Regions from separate parts of the Hordeum vulgare genome. Here region 1 is linked to region 2. Evidence: chromatin contacts called from public Hi-C data. All regions are on one chromosome and are shown on one strand. Each heading gives the region's core, a stretch centred on a gene start, on an enhancer-like site or on the middle of the called end of the contact. The rest is flanking DNA. Distances are from core to core; before and after follow the strand shown. Region 1 holds the start of LOC123424893. Region 2 holds the start of LOC123424890 (DEAD-box ATP-dependent RNA helicase 10).

Region 1 (4,303 bases), core at 177-2,676, 130 kb after region 2:
TACAAATGCTATTGACAAAACTACTGCATAAATAATATCTTACCTAATATTTCTACGAAATTAATATACTACTACCTAATATCAATGTGCATTGCACGTACGCAATTACTAGTACAGATTAAGAGGAAATTGGTAGGTTCGTCTCACCACCCCCTCATTTTCCTCCCCATGCCTTCCACTTGGTTTTCTGTTCTTTTTTCTTGATAAAATCTGAATCGATGTCGTAGAATTTTTTTTAGCATAAGTGGAGTATTTGGCATAATCTAAACCAAATTGATACTTTCTCAAAATCACGTTCCGCATTAACTCAATCAAATCAAATCAAATCTTACTAAAAACTTAACTGGATCAAAAACTTGTATCGCCTTGCCTTACCATGCCCAAAATCAAATCAAATCTTATCAAAACTCAACTAAATCAAAATGTACTTTCCTTCTCATACCCATACTCAAACCAAACTAAATCTTACTAAGATAGAATATGATGGGTGATACCTTTAGAATAGGTATGCCTCCACTCCAACACACGGGCAATTAACTAGCTAGTTTAGATTTGACATTATGGTGGATTATCATAACCTATAGAAAAAACGTATTTTATTTATTTATTTATGTGCATGACTATAATGTTTTCTTATCAAAATATTCCCACCAAAATAAGTGGTGTGATTTTATTTCAAAATATAAAATAACATAAAATTAAGCATGATTTTTCCCGACTAAGTCTTTCAAAAACGATTTGTCCAGTCAAAACCTTATGAAATCTTTGTAATTTTATCTCCATATAAGAGTGGCTCACTTTTGGCGTTGACTCGTCAAGCCTATCTCAACCTTCCTCCTTTATTCGAATTTGGGACTGACTGTGTTGAGACAACATAGACGAAGTTCCATCTACTTCTTCATATCGTTATAATATATTGTAACTATAATTTGAGCATGCTTTGTCCGGATTAAGTCATCCAAGAGACCAAAACTGCCCCAGTCAAAACATCGTGAACTAAAATGAACAGAGAGCCGTGTGCCACTTCTCCTACTTGCACTGTCAACTGAATATGGATCACACAAAATAGAGAAAAGGGAGAAGTTAGGGTAGAGAAAATGACAGGCTCTCGTTGAAGCCGAGCACAACAAACGTTCAAGAACCTTCCTCACAGTTGCAAAAACCACCGGTAATAACTGCCACACCCGGGACACATACTAGCCAGCCAGCTAGCCACTCGGTCTAATCACAAAATACAGCAAGTAGCAACCACAAAAACTAATAACCTGCCAGAGAGACATAATTAAAATGCTTTCAAAAATGTTCTTTTTTTGCTACCACCTGCTGGTTCCAACTGGAAACGCCCTCCGTTTCTCAATTAGTTGCTGGTTTTAGTAGAGAAATCAGCTGCCAAATTGGCCGTGCGTGCCATTTTTGCTCACGATATTTAGCTGGTGAATCAGTAGCTGAGTTATTTTTGACACACTCAGCATCAAGAAGAAGAAGGAGAAGGGGAAGAACCAAACTAAAAGCAATGACGAAACTTCCACCGGGAGAAGAAAAGAAAATATATATAGGCCACCACTAACTAAACCCCACCTCCATCCACCTTCCGGCGAAACCAATTCCATCCTCGCTTTCGCAAGACTCTTCCTTTCTCCCCTTTCCTTTCCCAACCCATCGTCGCCCCGGCCCGAGGTAACCGCCATAGCCACCAAGAATCAAGAACCTTGCCTGCCGCGCGTCGTCCCTGAGGTCCAGGAGGGGATGGAGGGCGGCTGCGGCGTGGCCGGCGGGACGGAGGGCGGCTGCGGCAAGAAGCAGCAACAGCAGGCGCGGCCGCAGTTCGGGCGGTCGCTGACGTACCACCACCACCAGGGGCACCGGCTGCTGCCCAGGTGGCGGCGGCCGCAGCTGGCGGACGAGCCCCGGGCGCGGCCGCAGGCGGTGGTGCTCTACACGACGTCGCTGCGCGGGGTGCGGCGCACCTTCGCGGACTGCTCGGCCGCGCGGGCCATCCTGCGCGGCTCCCGCGTCGCCGTCGACGAGCGGGACGTGTCCATGGACGCCGCGCTGCGCCGCGAGCTGCAGGCGCTGCTCGCGGCCCGGGGCCGCGCCTTCTCGCTCCCGCAGCTCTTCATCGGGGGCCGGCTCGTGGGCGGCGCCGACGAGGTCCGGCAGCTGCACGAGTCCGGCCAGCTCCGGCGCCTCCTCGAGGGCGCCGCGGGCCAGGACCCGGCCTTCGTCTGCGACGCCTGCGGCGGGGTCCGCTTCGTCCCCTGCCCCGCCTGCGCCGGCAGCCGCAAGGTGTTCGACGAGGAGGAGGACCGCGCCCTCCGCTGCGCCGACTGCAACGAGAACGGGTTGGTGCGCTGCGCTAACTGCTCCTCCTGATCCATCCATGCCGCTAATTGAATTGAAGGATTAGAGTCGGTAGGTTCGTCGTCAGATCAGAGAGAGGCGCATTTTCGGTTCCTTGGGGTTCTTGATTTATGATTTATTATGTGTCCTAGCTAAATCGATCGATCAATCCGATCGTTTGGGGATCGGATTCTTAGCTGCTCATGGATGGAAGAGAACGAATTGTTCTTGGCTCCTTTGCCGCGGAATCGCCGTCCGGTGGTGGCGATTGATGATGATGAATAAGAGCCGGTGCTTGTATATGTGTGTAAAATTTGGCGCTGATATTAGCTTGGGTGATTAATGTATGACGAAGAACTGATGTAAATACTTGAGCTTGGGAGTGATCAATTCTTGCCTAGTTCCCTGTTTATCCATGGTTTTGGTCAAATCTCTTCATGGATGTAACTACAGTAGCAATACAGTTCGATACCTCATCAAGAACTGGCCCAACTGTACTGGCATGAAGTCTTTAAGGCCGAAATCAGCTGTGATCAACTGTACTATTCAGAAGCTGTACTCATGCTGTTCTATAGCTGTTTTATAAATTAGAGCCACGTCTTCTGTTCTTTAATTATGTAAGGTCAGTTAGGTAGGTATTTAACAAGTCTTGAGAGCCTTGGGTGATTAATTCTTGCCTGGTTCTTTATCTGATCTCTTAATCTTTACTTGCTTTGATGATACATCTTATACACGGTTTGATTTCTTCATGCACAGATGGCATGGCATGGATGTACAGTTATAAATCTCGAAACGATGTGGTCGATCGTCATCCGGAAATGATCATGAGCTGACTATACTTAACTTAATAGTCCTTAATTGTGTTGCACTCTAGTTGTTCTCTAAAATTATAGTCGCCTCCTCTTTTCTTTAAGATTCGCTGAAGTAATGTAACCATGGTAATGAAATAATCCACAAGAACTTTTGATCAAATAATCCACAATAACCATCGAGAGAAAAGAAGAAAAGAACTTCTGATTGGTGTAGCTAGAAGTCCATTGTATGTTGCATGATCTAGTAAAGCTTTCTGCCTTGTGTTTTTCTTCTCCATTGTAGTATTAGTGTAAGCCTGGTGACCAGTTCATCCAGAAGAGCTCCTGGTGGTTTCATGAGAGAAAACATGGTCTGATTGGTGAACTAGAAGTCCATTGTAATTTATATGATTTAGTTGTAAAGCTACTGGTAGCAACAACAAATTTTTTTTTGACAAATTCCGAAATTCCAGTGGAAGCAGCCCCATAATTGCCGCTAAGATTAATGTATAACTATGAAGTGATGTAAGTACTTGAGCTTGGGAGGCTGCACTGGTGCAAAACGCCGCACTCCTATTCAAGTTGGACATCCGAAATGCTTTCGATTCGGTCAAGTGGAGTTTATTCTTGAGCTTGTCCAAAAAAAAAAAGGGTTCTCGAGCAAGGTCCGGAATTGGAAGTGCACACTTCTCTGCACTTCTTCTTCCGGATTCTTTTGAATGGGGTGGCTGGACTCACAATCAAACATGGCGAGGGTCTTCACCAAGGCGACCCACTCTCGCCTCTCCTTTTTGTGCTTGCAATCGACCCACTGCAACAGATCCTAGAACTCGCAACGCGGAAGGGCCTCTTTCACAAGATTCGTGGTAGGAGGGCCATGGTGAGAACATCCCTCTACGCCGACGATACGGCCGCGTTCATGGCTCCTATCAAGAGAGATATCGACAACCTGACGACAATTCTTGAAGGATTTGGGGAGGTGACTATTCTTTGCACAAACTTCCAAAAGATCTCACTTGTGCCCATCCATTACTCCCATGTCCGCCTGGGCCATGCTCGGTAGAGTTTGCCTCTGACTAAGACCTCCTGATGAGATACCTAGGCCTCCCGCTCTCGATCTCGCAACTCAAGAAGGTGGATCTACAATTCTCGGAGGATAAGTGAAAGGACAT
Region 2 (4,667 bases), core at 651-3,150:
TTGGTAAAACTTTGACTTACGACAAAATCTATAATTCTATATGCACTTTAACTTGGAATGGAGTATATTAACTTCAGGTACATTATCTATCAATAAACCCTCAAGAGCTTTCACAAATAGAGTTACTAGAAATGGTACCATAAGTTATAAAGGGGAGTTAAAAGGCTCGATAAGCTGTCTAATTGAAGAAGCTTCAGGTTAGCCAAAAGGGCATTTCTTAAGGCCAAGAATTAGTATATGATAATGCTGATGCCAGAGCTTTTTTCCACTTTGGGATTTGAAGGAGTTGATGGTTGTGTGTGGATTTTAATCTACATGACTCACTTGCAATTTCAAAGCACAGAGAATACAGAACCTATATTGTACTTATTAGGTTAGGATTGGGTAGAGGATACTCACCACAATATGTGGACGTTTTGCAATGGATAACACTTGCTGCATCCGGTCAACTCCTCCAACAAGCTGAAAAGGGGGAAATACCTTAAAACAGTAACTCAATAGTCTCCTATTGTTGACGAATACTTGATTTAAGTAGGTTGTACCATGGTCACCAAGAGACATCTTAATGCAATAGAAGATAGAAAATTTCATCTAAGTATACTGAGCAGAAGTAATCAGCGTGAAAGTGAAACACTGAAGCAGTCTTGCCGTTGTGGAGGAGAAAGGTCATCAACAAACACTAAAATTGTCCTTATGGGCTCGTAAAGCGACAAACTTATTCAATTTAGTTATGATCTTTAAAAAAATATAGTAATAACTATGTTCCCCTATGCTTTGGCTTCACCAAAGTTGAAATAGGCTACATATATTCAGAATTCAAAACAGCACCCTGACATTACTCCTCTTCATGTTATGCGCGCAATACGATCAAAGGCAGGTAGCCAACAATTCACAGCCAGCTATTACAACAATTAGTTAATCAGACCTAGGATGCGCGCAAAGACACAAAGCATATTGCAGTATGCGCATCCAATTGGTTGTAGCATATACTCCCTCCGTTCCAAAATATAAGACCTTTTAGAGATTTCACTAGGAGACTACATACGGAGCAAAATGAATGAATATATACTCTAAAATATCTCTATGTACATCCGTATGTAGTTCATAGTGCAATCTCTAAAAGGTCTTATATTTAGGAACGGAGGGAGTAATTAGTAGCAGAACTGGATAAACAGTCAATTGTATCAGCGCCACTTACCACTGAGCAAACCAAGCCGATCCCTGACCCTAGCGCCTCGAACTGCTCTGCAATCTGAATGGCTAGCTCCCTGAACCCCCACAGCCTCAGGGTAAGCTTCCACGCAAGCTATCGAAAAAGGAAATGTATCTCGGGAAGGAGAGGCAAAGGAAAGTAACCTCGTTGGCGACATGACGCAGGCGAAGAAGGGCTGGCGGTGCTCGAGCAGCGCCTGGATGATGGGCAGCGCGAAAGCGCCCGTCTTCCCGGACCCCGTCTGCCCCAGCCCAATCACGTCCCTCCCTGCGCCCAAAAATCCGAACCCAGAATCAACGACCCGCGACCACCACAGCTGCACGCATAAACGGCCGGCGGCGCCGCCGGTAGTACCTTGGAGGGCGTGGGGGATGGCCCCCGCCTGGATCTTGGTGGGCTGCTTCCACCCCATGGCGTCGCAGGCCTCCACCAGCTCGCGGCAGATGCCCAGCTCCGCGAACGTCGACGCCTCGGCCGCCGGCTCCGGCTCCCGCTGCTGCGCCTCGCCGCCCCCGGCGGCCGCCTTGTCCACCACCGCCATGGCTACGGGGGGAGAGGAGAGGAGAGGAGAAGACTGGAGTCTTCTGTGCGCGCGTGGGTGAATGCGGCGGCGGCGTGGGGTTGGTCTGCTAGGCGTGGCGCTCGGCGGTTGCTGGTTATGTGACGGGAGACAGAACTTGGCGCACACGGCCGCGGGGTCGGCGCGGCGGCATAAACCCTAGCGGACGAAGCGGAGGGTGGGAAAATCTCGTGGGCCGGCATGCTCGGCCTGGCCGCTGGGAGCGGCCTCGGTCCGGGAATGGCCCACTTCATATACTCCTTTTGTTTTTATTTACTTGGCATATTACCTTTGTCTTGAAACCAACTCTTTAAACTTTGAATTAATTTATAAATAAATTATTAACATACACAATACCAAATCAATACCTTCAGATTCATTATTGAATACAGAATATCATATGTACTCCCTCCCTCCCAAAATAAATGTCTCGATTTTATACTACCTCTAGTACAAAATTATACTAAGCTTAAGACACTTATTTTGAGACAGAAGAAGTATTTGTTAGTGTGAAAAAATAGATTGTTTTCAATAAACTTAATCAAACTTTGTAATGTTCCAAGGAACACTATAGTTCTTACTAAAGTATCTGAACTCATAGATGCAAATAGCAGAGCGTGGGACGAGGAGCTCATCAATGATCTGTTCTGGCCGGTAGATGGACAACGCATTATGAATATCCCACTCGCTTTGGGAATGATGTTTGATTTTGTTTCTTGGCACCCAGACAAGCATGGGATCTTTTCTGTTAGATCGGCTTACCATGAAGAGTGGGAATTCCAACATGGGTGAAAGTTGAGGAGAACAAACACAAACCAATCCTCAGGTAATAGTCCAATTTGTAGAACCATATGGAAACTGCGGATCCCTGCAAAGATTAAATCCATCTATGGAAATCTCTGTTGGGAGCAATACCCTGCTATGGTGTATTGGCCAATCGTCATATCATGGCTAGCTCCCAATGCCCGTTGTGTACAACAGATTGTGAGAGCATTAAACACGCCTTCTTCCAATGCCCGAGAGTGCAAGATATCTGGAGAATCTTGGGGCTTTACAGCCTTGTGCAACAGACCTGTACAATGGAGCGAGATGGGAGTGCCATCCTCTCGGAACTGCTCTTATCTAAGAGCAAAATTAGCTCACACCTATCGGATGTCGGTCGTGGTGAACTAATTGCAACTACCGTCTGGTATGTATGGTGGGAAAGGAGGAACTTCACCCATGGCGAGGAAATTTTTGAGGCTCCCAGATCAGCGCATGCAATATCAGCTCTTGCGAAGAACTTTGCTAGGGCTAGGGAGAAGAAGAAGGGGTAGTTCGGCACGGATGGCAGCGGCCACCTGAGGGTCTTTATAAGCTTAATGTCGACGCTGGGTTTTCTAGCGATTCGGGGACGGGAAGCACAGGGGCTGTGTTGCGGAACGACAGAGGTACTTTCATCGCCGCCTCATGCAGTGGGATTCCGTTTGCCGAAGACACCAGCTCGGCCGAAGCAAGAGCACTCAGAGATGGACTTATTCTGGCTAGTGAGGTGGGAGTGCAGAAACTTGTAGTTGAGTCCGACTGCACGGAGGTGATAGACACCATGATACAAGATGGCAATTCCCTCGGACCGGCGGCTGCTGTTTACGAAGAATGCTCTTTCTTTGCCAAGAATTTTAGTTCTATCCACTTTGTTTTCTGTCCTAGGAAGCAAACACGGTTGCTCATACCTTAGCTAGATTTGCCGAACCCACTAGAACTAGAAAGTGGATGGAGGAGCCCCCTGGCTTCCTCATTTATACCCTACCTGATGATGTAACCATATTATCACATGCAATATAAGGGCCAATCTGTCCTTCCTCGTTCAATAAAAAAACTTTGTAATGTTCCCATACGAAGTAAATAAAAACTGAGAAGATATTACACGTAGGTGCTCCTATTTGTCGGGAGCAAGCAATTGGAGGGTACAATCAAAGAGAAACTCATAGATCACTTTTGGTGCACATTGGTGCTCCCTACGGATTTTGCTCTTTTTTTTCTCTTCACGTGTTTACAGATTTCGTTTGCTTGTTTCTAGTTTCGATTTTTGCTTGGTTTTCCTTTGGTTTTGTTGAAAGAAATAGAAACAATGCTTTTTTTCGCGAGAAGTATAATATATGCTTCTGCTAGAAGCATAAATGTGGTTCTACGAGATTTATGATGTGTGTTTTCATGAGAAACACAAATGTGCTTACCAAAAAGGGAAAGGCACATATGTGCCTGCCCAAAAAGGGAAAAAAGCATAGCTCTATGTTTTCAAAAAAAGAAGAAAATGCAAGTTTGTCAAAACATATTAACATTGCACCTAGTTACAAATATCTTGACGTGAGAAATTCAATTACGAAAATGATTTGTGATTTGGAGTAAGAGATAAAATGTTTGGAAAAAAATAAGTCCGTGAACAAAAAAGAGAAAACTTCCAGGTAGCGACGCACACGCAATGTGTCAGTTGTCATTACCAAAGACGATGGAAGTGCCCTCTGCAAGGAGAAAGTACCCTTTTGAGCTCGAGCTCAAATGCACTTGCATGAACATTAAAATAAAATAAAAACGTTTTAAAAAATTCTGAACATTTTTTGTGATAAACTTTGACAAATGTTCTAAGTGCTCGCAAATTTTCATCATAAGATGTGTAAGGCGTGGCAAAAAATAAAATCAGTGTTTCAAAATGCTTTCAAAAGTAGCATTTTCAGAGCATTGTTTTTGTATATTTTTTTCACGCCTTACTCAAATGGTACCTCGTGATGAAAATATACAAGCACTTAAATTTTTGTCAAAGTTCATCATAAAAAAGTCAGAAATTTTTGAAATGTTTTTTTTTCGATTTTACTATTCATGCGGGTGCATTTGAGCTCGAGCTCAAATACTCCACAT

The links. Hi-C and Micro-C count contacts between places; a contact is called where the count stands out from the background.
Region 1: a Hi-C map of leaf shows a contact between it and region 2, with 4 times the contacts expected there. The contact joins the promoter of LOC123424893 here to the promoter of LOC123424890 in region 2. A contact is called at or near these places in 4 of 6 Hi-C or Micro-C datasets (leaf and seedling) and 1 of 1 datasets of contacts at active chromatin or transcription factors (embryo).

The regions. Positions count from the first base shown.
Region 1 is chr2H:55,379,365-55,383,667 of MorexV3_pseudomolecules_assembly, forward strand. It overlaps LOC123424893, which reads left to right and starts at 1,427. Exons shown (of 1, transcript XM_045108585.1): 1 at 1,427-2,953. The coding sequence starts at 1,747. The coding sequence ends at 2,373.
Region 2 is chr2H:55,248,384-55,253,050 of MorexV3_pseudomolecules_assembly, forward strand. LOC123424890 (DEAD-box ATP-dependent RNA helicase 10) reads right to left here and starts at 1,901. Exons shown (of 13, transcript XM_045108581.1): 1 at 1,568-1,901; 2 at 1,357-1,480; 3 at 1,199-1,268; 4 at 400-462. The coding sequence starts at 1,754.